2 separate regions of the Oryctolagus cuniculus genome follow, and region 2 is linked to region 1. Evidence: chromatin contacts called from public Micro-C data. All regions are on one chromosome and are shown on one strand. Each heading gives the region's core, a stretch centred on a gene start, on an enhancer-like site or on the middle of the called end of the contact. The rest is flanking DNA. Distances are from core to core; before and after follow the strand shown.

The links. A called contact is a pair of places that touch in the nucleus more often than the background predicts.
Region 2: a Micro-C map of ear pinna shows a contact between it and region 1, with 1.7 times the contacts expected there. The contact joins the promoter of UST here to the enhancer-like site in region 1. A contact is called at or near these places in 2 of 6 Hi-C or Micro-C datasets (ear pinna and an unstated tissue).

The regions. Positions count from the first base shown.
Region 1 is chr5:19,199,155-19,204,324 of mOryCun1.1, reverse strand. All of the region lies in intron 1 of UST (uronyl 2-sulfotransferase), which reads left to right. Among named protein-coding and RNA genes, the nearest start is that of UST, 51 kb to the left of the region's middle. Within about 2 kb of position 2,129, at least 4 of the 8 cell types and tissues checked have an H3K27ac peak or open chromatin away from gene starts, as enhancers often do. A contact at or near this core is called in ear pinna, where this site is marked.
Region 2 is chr5:19,250,036-19,255,205 of mOryCun1.1, reverse strand. UST (uronyl 2-sulfotransferase) reads left to right here and starts at 2,303. Exons shown (of 8, transcript XM_051836817.2): 1 at 2,303-2,706. The coding sequence starts at 2,439.

The DNA of each region.
Region 1 (5,170 bases), core at 880-3,379:
AGCTTCTTCCGGGTCTCCCATGTGGGTGCAGGGGCCCAAGGACTTGGGCCATCCTCTACTGCTTTCCCAGGCCACAGCAGAGAGCTGGATTGGAAGTGGAGCAGCCAGGACTCGAACTAGCGCCCATATGGGATGCTGGCACTGCAAGTGGTGACCTCACCTGTTATGCCACAGTGCTGGCCCCAATATATAGTCTTATGCTGAGACTTCTCTGGGAGGAGTTGGGGGACCTGTTTGGGACCCCAAGGCTGCTGCCTTCCCATCTGTCAAGTGAAGTCTTCTGTGATCCACACCTCACTGTTTCTCAACTCCAGCTGGGAGCCACTGCTTGTTCCCCATTTCCCAGGGCTCTGCATTCACCTTGCTCTTAGGGCTTCTTCCTGCTCTGCCTGGGACTGAGTTACTTGTTTACAAGGTCCCTCAGTTCCTGGGCAGTCCTGTGTTCTCCCTCATGTCTGTGTCTCATGTGGCACAGCTGTGGCCCAGAGCGGTCTGTGAAGAGCTGCAGGCTGAGGACTGGAGCAGGTAGAGCAGGTGGAACAGGGAGCTGTAACATCCACTCTCACGAGGATTCCTCCTGGTGCCTCCATTCCTACCGAAGGCATTCGAGCAGGTGTTTGTTCCAGTTGCCTCATCTTTTATCTGCACTTTGTGTCCTCCTCACTCCGTCACCGTCTCCTTTCCTCCATCACTCTCCTCTTTCGCATCTCCCTCTTTCTACCTGAGCCCCTCCCTCCCCTCCTGTCTCCATGGCTTCCCTTCCACCTCCTTCCCTTGCTGGCTTCCCAGTTTCCTATCTCACTGTCTTCTTAGTCTAGTTGATGTTTTTGTACTTGGTTTTGTCAGGAAGCACCTAGACACTCACAGAGTGTGCACTCAATGCTTCATCTCGCTTCTGCAAAAATTTACCTGGCATCCTTTTGATTGGTGGTGGTAGTGTTCAATGTGAAATATTCTGCATCTCACTTTGGCCTATATGGGACGTAGAATTGGAAGGAGGTATCAGTATCTCTCTGTCTCTGTCTGTCTGTCTCTCTCACCCCCCCCCCAATATAAATGCTCTCAAATCTGTTAGGTTCCAGTGTGAAAAACACATGCCTTTAAAACTGAACATCCTTGGGGCCGGCGCTGTGGCATAGCATATAAAGCTGCCACCTGCAGTGCCAGCTTCCCATATGGGTACCGGTTCAAGTCCCAGCAGCTTCACTTCCAATCCAGCTCTCTGCTATGGCCTGGGAAAGCAGTAGAAGATGGCCCAAGTCCTTGGGCCCCTGCACCTGTGTGGGAGACCCGGAAGAAGCTCCTGGCTTTGGATTGGCACAGTTCTGGCCATTGCAGCCAATTGGAGAGTGAACCTCTCTCTGTATAACTCTGACTTTCAAATAAATAAATCTTTAAAAAAAGAGAAACTGAGTACCCTAAGGTGAGTATGAGCTCTTTCCACACCTTGGAGAGGGATTCCTTTCCCTGCCAAGCCTAGACAGAGCCTGGTGCAGATTCTGGGCTTGGGCATCAGTAAGAGGTGGAGGAGGTGCTGCTTCTCAGTGGCCTGTGGCTGTGCCCATGGCAGTTCCTGCTCATCAGAGGCTCCCTGTGGGGATTACCCAAGGAGTCCTGAACACCATATGCAAATCACCTAGCACAAGGCCAGTGTCCCATCAGCCCTGAAGGTTCCCTTATGTCCCCAATGCCACATTTCCACTTCAGTGTTCTGCTTCCCCCTTAATTTGTCTTTAATGAAAGCAAAGCATTGCAAATCAGTTGGCTGACCATTTTCTGCAGGGGAAGAGCCCTTACCCCTTATTCATTTAAGGATCTGGCTTTGCGTGCGAGCTGGAAGGTGTCCTGGTCTCATGGTATGAGACGTGGGCTGCTGTCTGTGGCCCATGTCAATGGTTATGAGGAATGATGATACGTATGTTTACAACAGGCCACGTTGGATTGCTTCAAGGGCTATTTGTATCTGTGATTCACAATGAGAGAGACTGCCAAACAGAAAGGAATTGGGTTTTTCTAGTCTAGTTGCTATTTGGGTTGGCCAACAGTACAGCCTCCTCACCCACCCTCTTTCTGATTACAGCCAATGATTGCATAACATTTGAAGATCAGATTTTTTTTCTTTATTTTTTGGAAAGCTGGCTGTGCCACGTGGCTGTAGAGGAATCCTCAAGGAGTGCTAAACCCTACGGGAATTTAAGAGGGAAACTACTCCATTTGTTTGCCTCCAGCTAATGCCATCATTAAGTCATCTAAGAAAGATTTTGGTAATTTCTTCCGTTTTTTAGAAATTAGAAGGTCATGTTCATTTTCCCCCTAAAGTCAAATCCAAGGGGAGACTTCCGTGAATAGTCCGGAGAGATCTTTAGCTTAATAACTGAATAGAGTGCATGGAGTGAGGTGCCTCCTCACCGCTTAGAGGGTACACACCAGAAGCAGCACTTGGGTTTTGAAAGTGTGAGGATCTCTTTGGCTGTTCGTTGTGTCTGTTAATATGTTCATGGTGGGTCTTCTGCCTTCGGTATTTGGTGGTTTTGGTTTGTGGATTCATCTTCTATGGACTTCACCTGTGGATTGCTGAGGTGCTGTGGTTAAGGGTGTTTCTCTACAGAAAGGACTTGGGTGTGCTTTGGACCAGTGCTCCAGGATATCTTTGCTCTGAGACTACTCATGTTGATCATGCCCAGGGGTCTTAGACCTGATGGTCGTGAAGAATTTACTTTGAAACCCAACTGGAAGTCATATCCCAATTATGAATTCTCTGCAAGACTAATATTTTTCTTTCTCTTTTCTTTCTGCCTAGAGCCCATGCTGCGACAAGCATCCTTATATAGGATGCAGTAGGTCTGTGAAGGTCTGTGTTTTACATGATGTTATTATTTGTGTCCTCCCAAAGCATTTGTTGGAAACTTAATCTTCAGTGCAGCAGAACTGGGAGGTGAGGGGCCCAGTGGGAGGTGTTCAGGTCAGAGGGCTCCATGCTCATAAATGGATCCACGCCATTATCAAAGGGCTTAGGCTGCACGCTCAATCTTTCGCTCTCTCCTGCTCATACGTTCTCACCATGTGATGTTTCCGCTATGTTGTGACACAGCAAGAGGGCCCTTACCAGATGTGACCCCGTGATCTTGGACTACCCAGCCGTCAGGATGATGAGCCAAGTAAACTTCTGTTGTTTATAAACTACCCAGTCTGTGGTATTTTGTTATAGTAGCATAAAATAAGATACATGGGATACTCGACTCTCATTCCACCCCACTGTTGGGTCCATGATTAAACCCTCAGGCTTCTTTGGCCTTAAAAACCGAAGTCCTGTGTTTGTCCCCCTGTCACCAAGGGCTGCCTGGGGATCAGCACTTGCTTAGGGCTCTGCTTCCTTTTTCTCCTTGGACTTTGGGCACAGCCTATTGTCTCCCTGAGCTCAACCAAGCTTACAAGATGAGATTTATCATATTTCATCCAACATTTCCAGATATCTTATGCTGAAAAACTGTCCAGTGAGTTCTATCTGTCAGGTGGCATGAATGGGAGTTGAAGTTGGAAGATTTGGGTTAAGGCTCGAACTCTGCTAATTGTTTCTTGGGTTTGCATGAGTGCTTCTACCTCTCTAAGCTTCAATTTTTTATTTTCTCTAACTTCTTAGTTATTTTCATGTATTTGAAATGTGGAGAAACAGAGACAGATGGAGAACTCTGCCATCCACTGGTTTGCTTCCCAGGTGCCCATAACAGCCAGAGTGGGCCAGGCCAAAGCCAGAAGCCAGGAACTCCATCCGGTCTCCCATGTGGGTGGCAGGGACCCATGTGGTTGAGCCATCACTGCTGCCTCCCGCACTGTGCATTAGCAAGAAGCTGGAATGGGAAGTAGAGCCGGGGCACGGGCCAGGCACTCTGATGGGATGTGGATGTCCAAGCAGTGACAACCTCTGTGCCAAATGCCCACCCCTAAGCTTTAGTTTTCATTCTGTAAAAGGAAATATGTGTAATACTTCTCGGGTACTTCCTATACTAAAAGTTTTAGAAGAAAGCAAGTTCACATTGTAAAAATAGCCTCTACTCCCCACCCAGGAGACAGCGGATTGAGACATCACCCCATGCCACCAGGAAGAAGCTCTAAAGACAAATCATCGTCCCTTTACCCCTCCTGGACTTTTGGGACTAATATAATCCCATACAACTCCTGCTTTATAAAAAACAAAAGGGAACATTAGTGAAATGATGCAGTCTTATCTATGGTGCGATCTACACCCTGACACCATTCTAGGCTCTAGGAGCCTAGCTCCCGCTGCCATTGCTGGAAGCCAGGTAGCCACATGGCCCAACCACCGGTGTCAGCCCCACCCCCATCCTAATGGAATTTGCTGCTCCTACTTCCCTGCCTGCCCTCCAGGCCTGCCCTCCAGCAGAGGTTTTTTTTTTTTTTTTCTTTTTTTCTTTTTTCTTTTTCTTTTTTGACAGGCAGAGTGGACAGTGAGTGAGAGAGAGACAGAGAGAAAGGTCTTCCTTTTGCCGTTGGTTCACCCTCCAATGGCCGCCGCGGCCGGCGTGCTGCGGCCGGTGCACCGCGCCTATCCGAAGGCAGGAGCCAGGTACTTCTCCTGGTCTCCCATGGGGTGCAGGGCCCAAGCACTTGGGCCATCCTCCACTGCACTCCCTGGTCACAGCAGAGAGCTGGCCTGGAAGAGGCACCGCGCCTATCCGAAGGCAGGAGCCAGGTGCTTTTCCTGGTCTCCCATGGGGTGCAGGGCCCAAGCACTTGGGCCATCCTCCACTGCACTCCCTGGCCACAGCAGAGAGCTGGCCTGGAAGAGGGGCAACCGGGACAGAATCCGGTGCCCTGACTGGGACTAGAACCCGGTGTGCCAGCGCCGCAAGGCGGAGGATTAGCCTAGTGAGCCACGGCGCCGGCCTCTCCAGCAGAGTTTTAAAAGGACCTGCTCCTGAACACGTCTCTCTCTTCTTCTCCACCTCCTGATCACTTTCTCTCTCTATCTCTCTCCCTCTCTTTCTCTCTCTTTCTCTCTGTCTCTCTCTCTCTCTCTCTCTTATGCTCTCCTTTTCCCTTTCACCCTTTCCCTCTGGTCTGCTGGGTTTTCTCCAATAAACCCCTTCCCATAAAAAAAAAAAAATAGCCTCTAGTCCATATTGCTGATAGCCTGCCGAGGTCCCCTGGC
Region 2 (5,170 bases), core at 1,054-3,553, 51 kb before region 1:
AGAGGACACAGTTCTATCCAAACGTCCAAGCTTTTGTTGGGGTAAGGCACAGGGCATTTTCCCACGTGCAGCTGTCTGTCTTGATGGTTTGGCTTTTCCTTCTGGGGTTTTTAGGCAGCCAGGCCAGTCACGCAGCCTTCTAAACACTGACCCTTTTTTTCCCTCTAAAATTCCTGTCCTTGACCCACTCTTTTAAGGTGGACGGTGCCCCCTTGTCCTCCCCTCTTAACTTTTTCAGTTTCTGCTTCAACGTTTCTCCCCACATTTACTTCCTTTGTCACATGGCTGCTTCCTTTCTCCCTGCTTCTCAGATTCCTCTCCTTAGGAGAAAGAATTGGAAGGTTCCCCCATCCCAGGCGTGGGCAGTGAGAGCAGGCCTGGGGAGACAGCGGGTTTTGTGCAGTATTGTGCATCCAGCCAGTGTTCAGATTACTGGGTCAGGCCTTAGGGCCTGGTCCTTGTGGGTCCCAGGTGCTCTCTGACACGTGAAACAGGGCTTTGCCCCTCGGGTCTCCTGGTCCCTCTGCATAGACTCAGAAAATGGGAACAGGCATCTATCCAGGGCTACCCATGAAACTAATGGGCAATGACGGATGATTGGCATTCACATTCCTGAAATAGGCATATTAACCCAGATACTCCCTGATTCAGGGGATAAATGTGGGACGCACCATTAGCACTCCATTTGGGAGTTCTTGCAACAGAACCAAGGGGCCCCCCACGCAGCAGCCTTTTCCCTTAGAAAGTGGGTCAGAACAATGTAACATCTCAAGTAACCTGCTCACCTGTAACTCGCTTCAGCTCTTGAACTTGGTGTCCTTTCACCCAGGTTTCAAGTCATGCACGGGAGATACTCATCTGTAGATTAAACCACAGAGTACTTTTCTCAAATCGTAATCTCTTCCTACTCCCTGTAAGGGTTTTCCGGAGCAGGCTTGGAATCACAGAAATTGTCGGCTCCTGATTCTCCCTTTAATCTTGTGTTACGGGAACACAGAGAATGAGAAGGGAGCCCGGGAAGAGAAGCTCCACAAACGAGGTTTAGGGTCTCAGTATGGCCCCTCACTAAGGGCCATCCCCACGCCAACGACCAGGAAAAGGGCCCGGCTGCGTGGGCTTGAGGGTCAGAGATTTGAGCGCGGCTCCCAACCCCACTCCTCCTGGCTCTGGGACCCTGGGGCAAGGCACAGGCGCCCCAGGTGGCACAGCTTCTGCAGATACATTGGTAACCAGCTGTTCGTCAGAGAGCCTGGCCAAGCACCAGCTGTGGTGCCCCAGGTTCCGTCCCGCCCCGAGCCTTCCTAGTGGCGACCCAGGCGGCCGGGGAAGGAGGTGCGGAAGGGGACCTGCCCTTTCCCCTTGGCGACCGCTGCGGGCCCTCTCCGTGCGCGGCGGGGCGCAGCTGCGGGAGCGCAGGGAGACAGGGTCCTCTCGGCCTCTCTCTCCCAGGGGGCCGGGGCGCCGAGCCGCCCCCCCCCCCCACGGGGTGGGGTGGGGGACACGTTTAGTTTCTAACTCCCCCCACCGGCGCTCTCTGCAAAGTCACACAGCCAAGTCTTGAACCGAGACGCCAGCAGGGCGCGGCGGCCTCTGGGAAGCAGGTCCAAGGGACAAGTTTCGGAGCGCAGAGCGCGCACAGAGCGGCGAGCTCCGTGGCGCTCCTCCCTGCCGTCCAGTTTTTAGGAGAGGGAAGCCGGCGGGCCCCAAGAGGTCGCTGGCGATGCAGGAACCGAGGCCAGATGGTTGGAGAAAGGGGGAAGGCACGCACACACAAAACACACCCAGAAACTTTCTTCCTCGCGGCGGCGGAGACGCGCCGCCCCCGGCCCCCGCAGCCGCGGTAACGTGACACCGAGCGCGCCCCGGGGACCGCGCGGCGCGGGCGGGAGAGCGGGTCGAGGCGGCGGCGCCGCGCCGGAGGGAGAAAGGGGAGGAGGCGGAGGAGGAAAACCCCTGTCCAGGAGGTGGAGCGAGCGGACGGTGTCCGCCTCCCGTTCCTCCCTGCCGTCCCTCAGAGGAGCCTGAGCCGGGACAAAACACGCCGAGACCCACAGACGCGCGCGCACACACACACGCGCACACAAAGCCGGGGGTCCACGCTGGCGCTGAAGGCGAGCCCCGGCGGCCGCGAGCGAGCCCGAGGCGCGGCGGGGCACGGGGCGCCGAGCCGCTGAGCGCGCGCGCGCGGGACGGACGCGGGCGGCGCCCGCAGCCGAGGCCGGGCAGCTCAGGCGCTCGGGCCGCGGCGGGCGGCGGGGACCATGCCGAGGAAAGTCTCCTGAGCCCGGCAACTTCGGCCCCGCCCCACCCCCACCCGGCTGCCCGCGGCGCGGCGCGGCCCTCCCCATGCGCGGCCGGCCGGCCGGGCTCTTCTGCAGGCGGCGGATGGGTGACCTTTTCCTGGCCCGGGCCGGCTGTGCGAGGCGGCGGAGCAGGCGATGAAGAAGAAGCAGCAGCCGCAGCCGCAGCAGCAGCAGCATCCCGGCGGCGGCGCGGATCCCTGGCCCCATGGGGCCCCTCTTGGGGGCGCCCCCCCGGGCCTGGGCAGCTGGAAGCGCCGGGTCCCCCTGCTACCTTTCCTGCGCTTCTCCCTCCGGGACTACGGCTTCTGCATGGCCACGCTGCTGGTCTTCTGCTTGGGCTCCCTCTTCTACCAGCTCAGCGGGGGACCCCCTCGATTCCTGCTCGACCTGCGGCAGTATTTGGGTAAGGACGCGCGGCGGGCGGCGGCCGCGCAAAGTTGTGTCCCGGGGTAAGGGGGCGCGCCGGGGACCTCTCGAGCGGCCCCCCAGCCCGCCGCCGCTCTGAGGCTGCCCAGATGTGACACCCGCCACCTTCAGCGCCGGCGGGTTGCGGGGACCCGGCAGATACCCCGGGTGGGGCGCCGTCCACCTGCCCCCGCCCGCCCCGCACTGGGGCAGGATGGATGCGTGCGTGGTTGTGTGTATTCAGGCCCGGCGATGCGGGAGCAAGCATGGGGGAGACAGTCCGTTCCATGACAGCGTTGGGGACCACCATCGCGTCGGGTCCCGCGCTCCACAGTGTGCGGGTGGGTGTAGCCCTCGGTCTGGTCCGTCCCGCTCCTTGGCCTGGCCCTTGACAGCCCCTGCTCACCTCGCCTTCCGCAGCGAGCGTGTCCGAGCGAGCTGAGCCCCTGGGACTGGGGCCGTCCGGGGGCGTGTGGATCAGCGAGGCCAGCAGGGTCGCCGCCTGTGACCCGACTGCGCGCCGTGCTGTGTGCGTCTCGAGTGAGAACTTTTGTTGTTGGTTGGTGGCGGTTTGGGAGCGAGACCTCCTGTCTTAAGAAGAGGGAAGGGAGGGGTCGCGGCGGTGGAGACCAGAGTCGCTCAGCGAGTAGGCAGGAATGGCGCCTCCCTCGTCCTGGGCCCGGGGAGCGCACGCCAGGTCCCGGGGACGAGTTTGCAGAGCACTCAGATTTGTGGCCAGAAGACGCGGTGCCAGGAGAGCCGCGCAGAGCCCCAGTCTGCTGCAAACCTCGTAGATGACAAACGCGAGCGGCATCCGGCACCTGCACCGGGACAGCGAGCGCCGAAACGGGATGGGCTGGCTGGAGGCCGCCGCTGTGACCCCAGGTGTGCCTTCGCCATCGCCGAAGCCACGGGTCTAGAGAACAGAGCGTTTGGCAGGAAAGCAAGCCCGCGCGCGCGCACACACACACACACACACTCACACACGCGCGCGCCTGCGAAGTGACAAACGTGTGAGGGCGTTTGGAAATAACACAGAGAAAGCACAGTTTTTCCCATGTAGAGGAGCTCAGATTGGAAGTTACAACTTTTATATCAGCAAAAATGGTGGGACGCCATGGTTTTGCAAGATGAGTTAGGGAAAAGTAAAGGGAAATACTGCCCGAGTAGCTTTCCAAAGTATTAATGCTTAGCACCTGGTTTCATAGAGCATTGGAGATATAATATGCCTTTTTATTAGGGACTCAAATCTCTTTTTTTTCTGCAAGTTCCACATTTTGGCATTTCGCAGTCACCTACTGCTGTCAGGAAGAGGACTGATTGTCCCCGCCCACAGCCATCATTACTGACTGGCTTGGGGAGGTGAGTGGTGTTGGTGCGCATTAGCCTTTCTCTGTAAAATCAGGTAATTTTTTCCCCAGAAGCTTCCTAGAAGCAAGGCATAGAGGCCAGAGTTGTAGGGGACAGTACAGTGGTCAAGGGTGCAAAAGGACTCTTCAAGAGCCCTTGACCTTGGTTAGGACCCTGAAACTTCCCAGGTTTTGGCTGTTCGTGGTGATAGGTGGTTTCTTTTTTCTTTTCTTTTTTTTTTTTTTCTTTTTTGACAGGCAGATTGGACAGTGAGAGAGAGAGAGACAGAGAGAAAGGTCTTCCTTTTGCCGTTGGTTCACCTTCCAATGGCTGCCGCGGCCGGTGTTCTGCGGCCAGCATACTGCTCTGATCCGTTGGCAGGAGCCAGGTGCTTCTCCTAGTCTCCCATGGGGTGCAGGGCTCAAGCACTTGTGCCATCCTCCACTGCACTCCCTGGCCACAACAGAGAGCTGGCCTGGAAGAGGGGCAACCGGGACAGAATCTGGCGCCCCAACCGGGACTAGAACCTGGTGTGCCAGCGCCGGGAGGCGGAGGATTAGCCTAGTGAGCCGCGGCACCGGCGATAGGTGGTTTCTAAAACCTCTACCTAGCTTGCTCCCAGGAGGTTGGGGTTCTGAGATCTTCCTTGGGGAAGCGAGAGCAGGAGGGGAGGAAGAAGGAAAGCCTGGCAGCTTGAGTTTGTATCGCATACACCATCACCTTTTCACTGCTGATTCCAACCACTGAGGAGGCCTGGGCAGTGTGTGCGGTCGGCGGACGGGAAGTGGATGGGGCAGCGCTCGTGCCAGGAACCAGAAAGGTTAATGCTACTCCCTCTACCAACTGACCGCTGAGATGGGTTAAAACATGACCTCACTGTGAACTGAAAATAGGACCTCCTTAGCCAAATTTGTTTCCTGTTGTTTTGTCACATAAATATCTTGATTTTCAGGAAAAGTGGGCTTGCGGTCTTTAGGGTGGTCTAAAATATGCCCTGAATAATATCAGGCCAGGGGATCTGTAGAATTACACCCCCCTTCCTCCATTCTATCATTTTAGTGTCTGTCAAAACAAATTCACGGCCAGTAAACACATTCTCGCGATTTTCTTGG